Regions from separate parts of the Gossypium hirsutum genome. Here region 2 is linked to region 1. The links are chromatin contacts, called in public Hi-C maps. All regions are on one chromosome and are shown on one strand. Each heading gives the region's core, a stretch centred on a gene start, on an enhancer-like site or on the middle of the called end of the contact. The rest is flanking DNA. Distances are from core to core; before and after follow the strand shown.

Region 1 (2,953 bases), core at 304-2,803:
TGATTACGAGTATATGTGCAATGACTAACAACTTACTTTGGTGGTGCTTGGGAGTAAGCTGCGTAGCTTGGCCAGATGGTTGTTGATCCGTTCTCTTCTTCTCCTTTCAGCTTCACTGTGACTTTTAGAAGCCGCGAGAGCCTTAGCATCCATGATTTCTTGAGCGGTCATCTTCCCCAGCTCAGCTTGGAGCCCGAAAGGAGCTGAGCCGGGTTGAACCACCGGTCCTAGTGTGTCAGATAAGATCCTTAGATGATCAGCTGAGGTGCCATCATATGCAAACTGTAGGGAAGGAGCTCTTCTGTTGAATAAACCCCCATACGAGGTTGGCGGAGGAGGGACCAAAAAAGGGTCATCGTCTCGAACTGGGTTTCCAGTGAATAGGGCTGGATTGAAATTGTGAATCGGGGGGAGAGACCATGGTAGGATGGGAGATACTTCAGGAAATATCAGCCCTCCCCTAGTTCCTCCAAATAAATCAATATTGTGCTGTTGCTGCTGCATCTGTTGATGTTGTTGTTGCATATATAACTGTTCCTGGTAACCTTGTATGTTATGGATAGTTTGAGGACACTCTCCCTGATCTTCGTCTTTCTTTCCACACATCCCTCGATATTTCCCTTTCTTAAATCTGCCTCAAAATGGAAAGGAGAAAAAAAGATAAAAACATCGATTCAACTGCAATACATATATTTACACATATAGATATGAAGTTTTTGTATTGATGATCACTTCCTTATCCGATGTGGTGCGATACAATAAGGAAGTTGGTTTACAGTTTCGTATAGGAAGGATAAATTGGAAAAAGGGTTACGAAAAAAGAAAAGAAAAGAGAGAAAGAAAACAAACCTTCCTTTGATACATAGATGGAGTTTGCAGAGGTCTCTGAATTATGGTTGTAAATGATGTGGTTTGAGGTTGAGGTGGTGGTAAGTGGTAAAAAGAAAGAAAAGCAAAAAGGGAGAGGAGATTTCGAGTATGAAGGAAGAGGATAACTCAATCTCTATCACTTGGGGGAGGGGGTAGGTTAGTTTCTGGCAGGTCTTTGTGCCTTTGTGGGTGATACACTGACCCCTTTTTTATCCTTAGCTTCAAAATAAGCTTTGCTTTTCCCTATATGCTATCTCGGTGTTTTTTTGGTAGCTTTGTTTTCTTCTTTTTGTTTATTAATTTTTTGGTCACTGATCATCGATCTGTGCCCTTCCCTCTTCTCCACCACTCTAAATTTATAGAGTCTGCAAGCACTGTTAGTCTCCTTTGCTTTCTTCCTAAGGCATTCTCTATCCATTCTTGTAGCAATCAGGATCCTTTTTCTTTATTTAATTATATACATGTTTTATAGTAAAATTAAAATTAGTAGTAGTTTATACATGAAAGTATATCTCTCTCTATCTCTCCCTTTATAAAATAATAATATTAGTTTGCTTTTGTGATTGGTTCAAAGTATATAATTACATTCTGTGTCTGTGAGTGCAGTTGGAGAGAGAGATCGAGTGGGGGATGGGAAACACAAAAACAAAAACAAAACACAGTGAACACACAACACATACACTGTCGACAAACCAAAGACCAAAAAGGCTGATAGTATCATCATGATAAAAGGCTTAGCTAAACCCTTTTCTCTTTTCTTTTTTGGCTTTCTCCTCTCTTTACTCCCTCGACTATACTCCTCCTTTTACTTCAGTCCTTAAACTTTTTTTTCCCAAATCAAGACCTAATGTTATCAGTCTTCCCAGTTTAGTCCTCTTGGCGTTAAAAAACCTGCTGTGTCATCCAGCCAATTGTTTTTCGCCACATTTCATATGATGATGTCATTGTGACATCATCATTAAATTTCTTTTAGAAAATCTAATTTAAACCATTTCATGAAATAATCATTTTTCTTAATGTTTAACCAAGTAAAAGAAATGTGAAGAAACCATATAATTTCAAAGATTGAAAGTATATGCACGAAATGTTTAACGAAACTTATTATTATTATTATTATGCACGAAATGTGAAGAAATGTTTAACCAAACTTTTATTTTTTTATTATACTTTATTTAGGGCAGCTTACCTGAATTTCAACATGATTAATTCAGTTTTTGCAGTTTGTTTTTATTTCACCCTTTTTTTACAATTTTATTTTTATTTATAATTTCTAATAATTTTCAGTACTTTTTGTCATTTTATAAATTTTAGTATTTCTTTAATATTTTTTCAAGATTTAAAAAAAAATAGATGATGATGTCATCGTGACATCATTATATGACATGTGCCAAAAAAAAATTGGCTGGATGACTCAGCCGTTTTTTAATGTTAGGACTGAACTTGGAACACTAATAACTTTAGGTCCTAATATGGAAAAACTGATAATGTTAGGTCCCCATTTGGGACAAAATTTTTTTTAAGGACCAAAATGATAAAGTTGGTATATTTAGGGACTAAATTGTGAATTAAGGCTTTTTTTCCCTTATCTTCTTTTTCCATTTTATTTCATATTGATGCATATTGCATTGCCTCGTCCTTTTCCTACCTCGGTCAAGCCCCCACGTTCTTCAACACTCTTGGCTATTTCCACGCCACCCTTTCTGCTTCCCCAAGACCATGTAATCATTGTGTCTTGGAACACACTCCACCTTCCTGGCCCCCCCCTCCTCTCTCTCTCTCTCTCTCTACCTCTTCAGCTGCTCTTCAATTTCACGACCCTTCTGGGTTTCGGTTACATATGTGAATTTATCCATGGCTTGCCTTCCTTCTCTAATGACCCTCTACGACCATATGTATTATATAGTGCAAAGGGAATTCTGGGCACTTCTCCATTAATTATTAGTGTAGGAGTGTTGTTTCTCAAGTCCAATAACTTTATGAATTGGTTGGCACTTTCAGTCTTCATTTTCACATGCACATGTAAAGGTAGCATTGGAATGGGCTTGGCTACCTTGCAATATTTGTATATATTTCTTTTTCAGTT
Region 2 (2,953 bases), core at 180-2,679, 170 kb after region 1:
AACCTCAAAAGAAAGCAACACAATATTAATGGGTGAACTGCAATAATTGCAGCTTTCAGCATTCCGTTATTTTTTAATGTTTCCCAGTAGATAAAAAAAAAGAAAAGAAAAAAGAAGTGTGAATTGTGATTACAGTTTCCGGTAAGTTTACTGTAATTAACTTGCCCCTGGAATGTATTTATCAGTAAAGAAAACTTAAGGGACCATTTTTGAAGAAAGAAATAGGAACAAAAAATGATTGAGTGGTTGAAGAATAGAACCTGAGCTCCAAACAGGCTGACACAGATCAAACCCATCCAAGAATGCAGGCTGAAAAAATTAGCCACAATGCCATCTTGTCCATGGAACTTTGTCCAAATCCCAAAAACCCCACAACCTAAAGCCACCCCTTGAAGGCACAAATGCACAGATTTCTTCAAATTCCTTGAACCAGGCAACCACCTGTGTATCAATATAGCTGAAAAGAAAGAAGAACTTTCAATTGTTTGAAAAAAAGAATAATCTATTTTCACTTCATTTTCTGATTTACCTTCCCCACTTATGAGAATGAAGCCAATAACCATGAGCAAAGGATGGAGGACCTGTAAGCAACACAGATAACTTTCAAAGGCTGCAAAAGGAAATGTGAAGTAATTAAGTAGAGAATGGAGTGATAAATAAATACTCACTGCATAGATGAGGTCTTCTTGGGAGGGTAAAGAAGAGTGAGGAAGGAAGCTAGACTTGAAAAGAAGAGCCCACGAGAGGACCAAAGCTGCCACTAGGATCCCTGATATTCTAGCAAATAAGAGAGGCGGAACCAAAGGTGGAGAAACTGCAGCCATGGGCTTGTTTAGAAACATGCAACTTCAGTTTGAGTACAGCTGAGCTGATGAGTGAAGTGGCGAGAGGATAGCTACCGACACACACTCTCAGATCTAGCAGGCTGCAAAGAGTAAAGGACCAAAGACATGAGACCTTTAACAATACTTTATATGGAAAGTTTCTATATTTTATTTACTGCCTTTGATAAGATTCCCTGTAATCCTCCTATGATAAACCAGGACAATGAAATTTATAAATGGATCAAACGATCAAAAAGGCCAAAAAAAAAAAAAGACTATGAGCTGATAGTGGGGCAATGGCGTTGCTACTGCATTATGACTGGAGCCCTGAACTACTATATCTATAATAACATCTTCATTATTGTTGGGCTCCTTTTTTGGACAGTTTCTGGGCTTCTTGATTAGGGATTAATGAAATTCTTGCATTCAAAATCCAATCCATATACATTTTGACCTTCCTAACAAATTTAAGATCACTCCACTTCATTCAAGTTCAGCTGTCAGAGAAGGATGGCTTAAAAGCCAGTTGAGCTCAAGTAGATGGCTCAGCAACTGCCTTCCTCAACAATAGTTTGTCTTTGTTAGTACTGTTTGATGTTGTTACGTAAACTGTTAGATTTTGTAATCTTGTATATATAATGGTTTTTTTTGTTACTCATAAAATTTCGTCTAGTTTGATATTGTTATTGAAAAAGTGTAATTTGTTAATTTTAGATATTTAATATTACTGTCTAAAACTGTGGTCGAAAGTTAAAATATTTATTTTAGATATGATTTTAGTAATTAAAAAATCCCTATAACAATTTCTATTAACTCGATAATAACAATTACTATTAAATTAATTAATTTAAATGATATTTAAGTAATTCAATAACAACTGCTAATAATAAAAAATACTATTAAATTATCCCCATGCATCAAACCAATTTAAACTATGCATAACTCATCACATATTCATTCTTAAACATCTTAAAGTATTAAGCTAAATCATAACTTGCTTGAAGATAATTAAAAACACAAAAATAGCACAGAGGAGGGCCAATTTGTATTTTCACATCCCAAACTACAAAAGCTAAAAGTCACAACGCCACCTACCCAGCTTTTCGGTTTGGCTCAAAGAAGTGCTTTAAGTTCTAAAAGCATGTTGTTTGGGATTGTTTCTCAGGTGTAAAAGTACTTCTAGCACCCTACATGCATTGTAATATCAACTGCTGTTTGATGTTATGGTTCTAAAAAAAATTAATAAAAGAGAAAAAAGGTTAAAATTAATAGAATAATGTACTTAAAATTATTCATAATCTCTCTCCAACTTTAAAATAAGAGGATGATATATTTGAACACACTTAAACTCACGTCCTCTTGCACTAATAACAATGTCGATACCAACTAAACTAAAACTCAATCAACTTTTTAATAGTATATTTTACTGTCAATAATAATAAATTAATACTTCGAAGTGCATTTTTTAAATTTTATTTTCATCTATTTATAATATCTCGTTAACTATCTCAATAAGAAAAATGTTATATGAGCGTAAACCAGATGGTACTTCTCCTTCAACTTTTTAAGTTTTGATTAGTTTATTATTATGGCAGACCAATGAATGAAGGAATGCATGGTCCGGAAGTAGAGTTTCCTTGTGACATAATCACTTACCAACTATTATAAATTTCAAAATAGCCGATAAAAGAAATAAGGACACGGCAATTAATGATAAATTAATGGTCAAAGATGATTTCATCAGCGGTTGACAAAAAGATTGTCGATTGCGATCCTAAAGCAAGTCTAGCAATAGACTCACAAGCAGTCACTTCATAATCTTTTTATTCATAGTGATCTGCTGATATATGCTTTGATTTTTATCCCCTTTTTTACAAGCAATTCAGAGCTGCAACCTCAGGGCCAGGGCTCAGAAAATTGACAGGAAAAATAGATATATATGGTCTAATTCATAGACATGGCCTGGACTGGATTGACTATTTTGTTGAAACCCAACCTGCATTGATGTGAATTGGTGGGGGCAGGGACGGCATCTTCGAAACACTCGATATTTAGCATTTAGATATTCTATTTTGTAGTTTATCTAAATGGGATTTACAAATGGAGCGCCCTGGTTAACACCCAAACGT

The links. A called contact is a pair of places that touch in the nucleus more often than the background predicts.
Region 2: a contact with region 1 is called in a Hi-C map of leaf, with 1.8 times the contacts expected there. The contact joins the promoter of LOC107934786 here to the promoter of LOC107934799 in region 1. A contact is called at or near these places in 2 of 34 Hi-C or Micro-C datasets (both in leaf).

What each region holds. Positions count from the first base shown.
Region 1 is chrA12:96,040,704-96,043,656 of Gossypium_hirsutum_v2.1, forward strand. LOC107934799 (transcription factor bHLH30) reads right to left here and starts at 1,554. Exons shown (of 3, transcript XM_016867310.2): 1 at 850-1,554; 2 at 37-631. The coding sequence starts at 606.
Region 2 is chrA12:96,211,162-96,214,114 of Gossypium_hirsutum_v2.1, forward strand. It overlaps LOC107934786 (probable transmembrane ascorbate ferrireductase 4), which reads right to left and starts at 1,430. Exons shown (of 4, transcript XM_016867291.2): 1 at 669-1,430; 2 at 530-581; 3 at 261-457. The coding sequence starts at 842.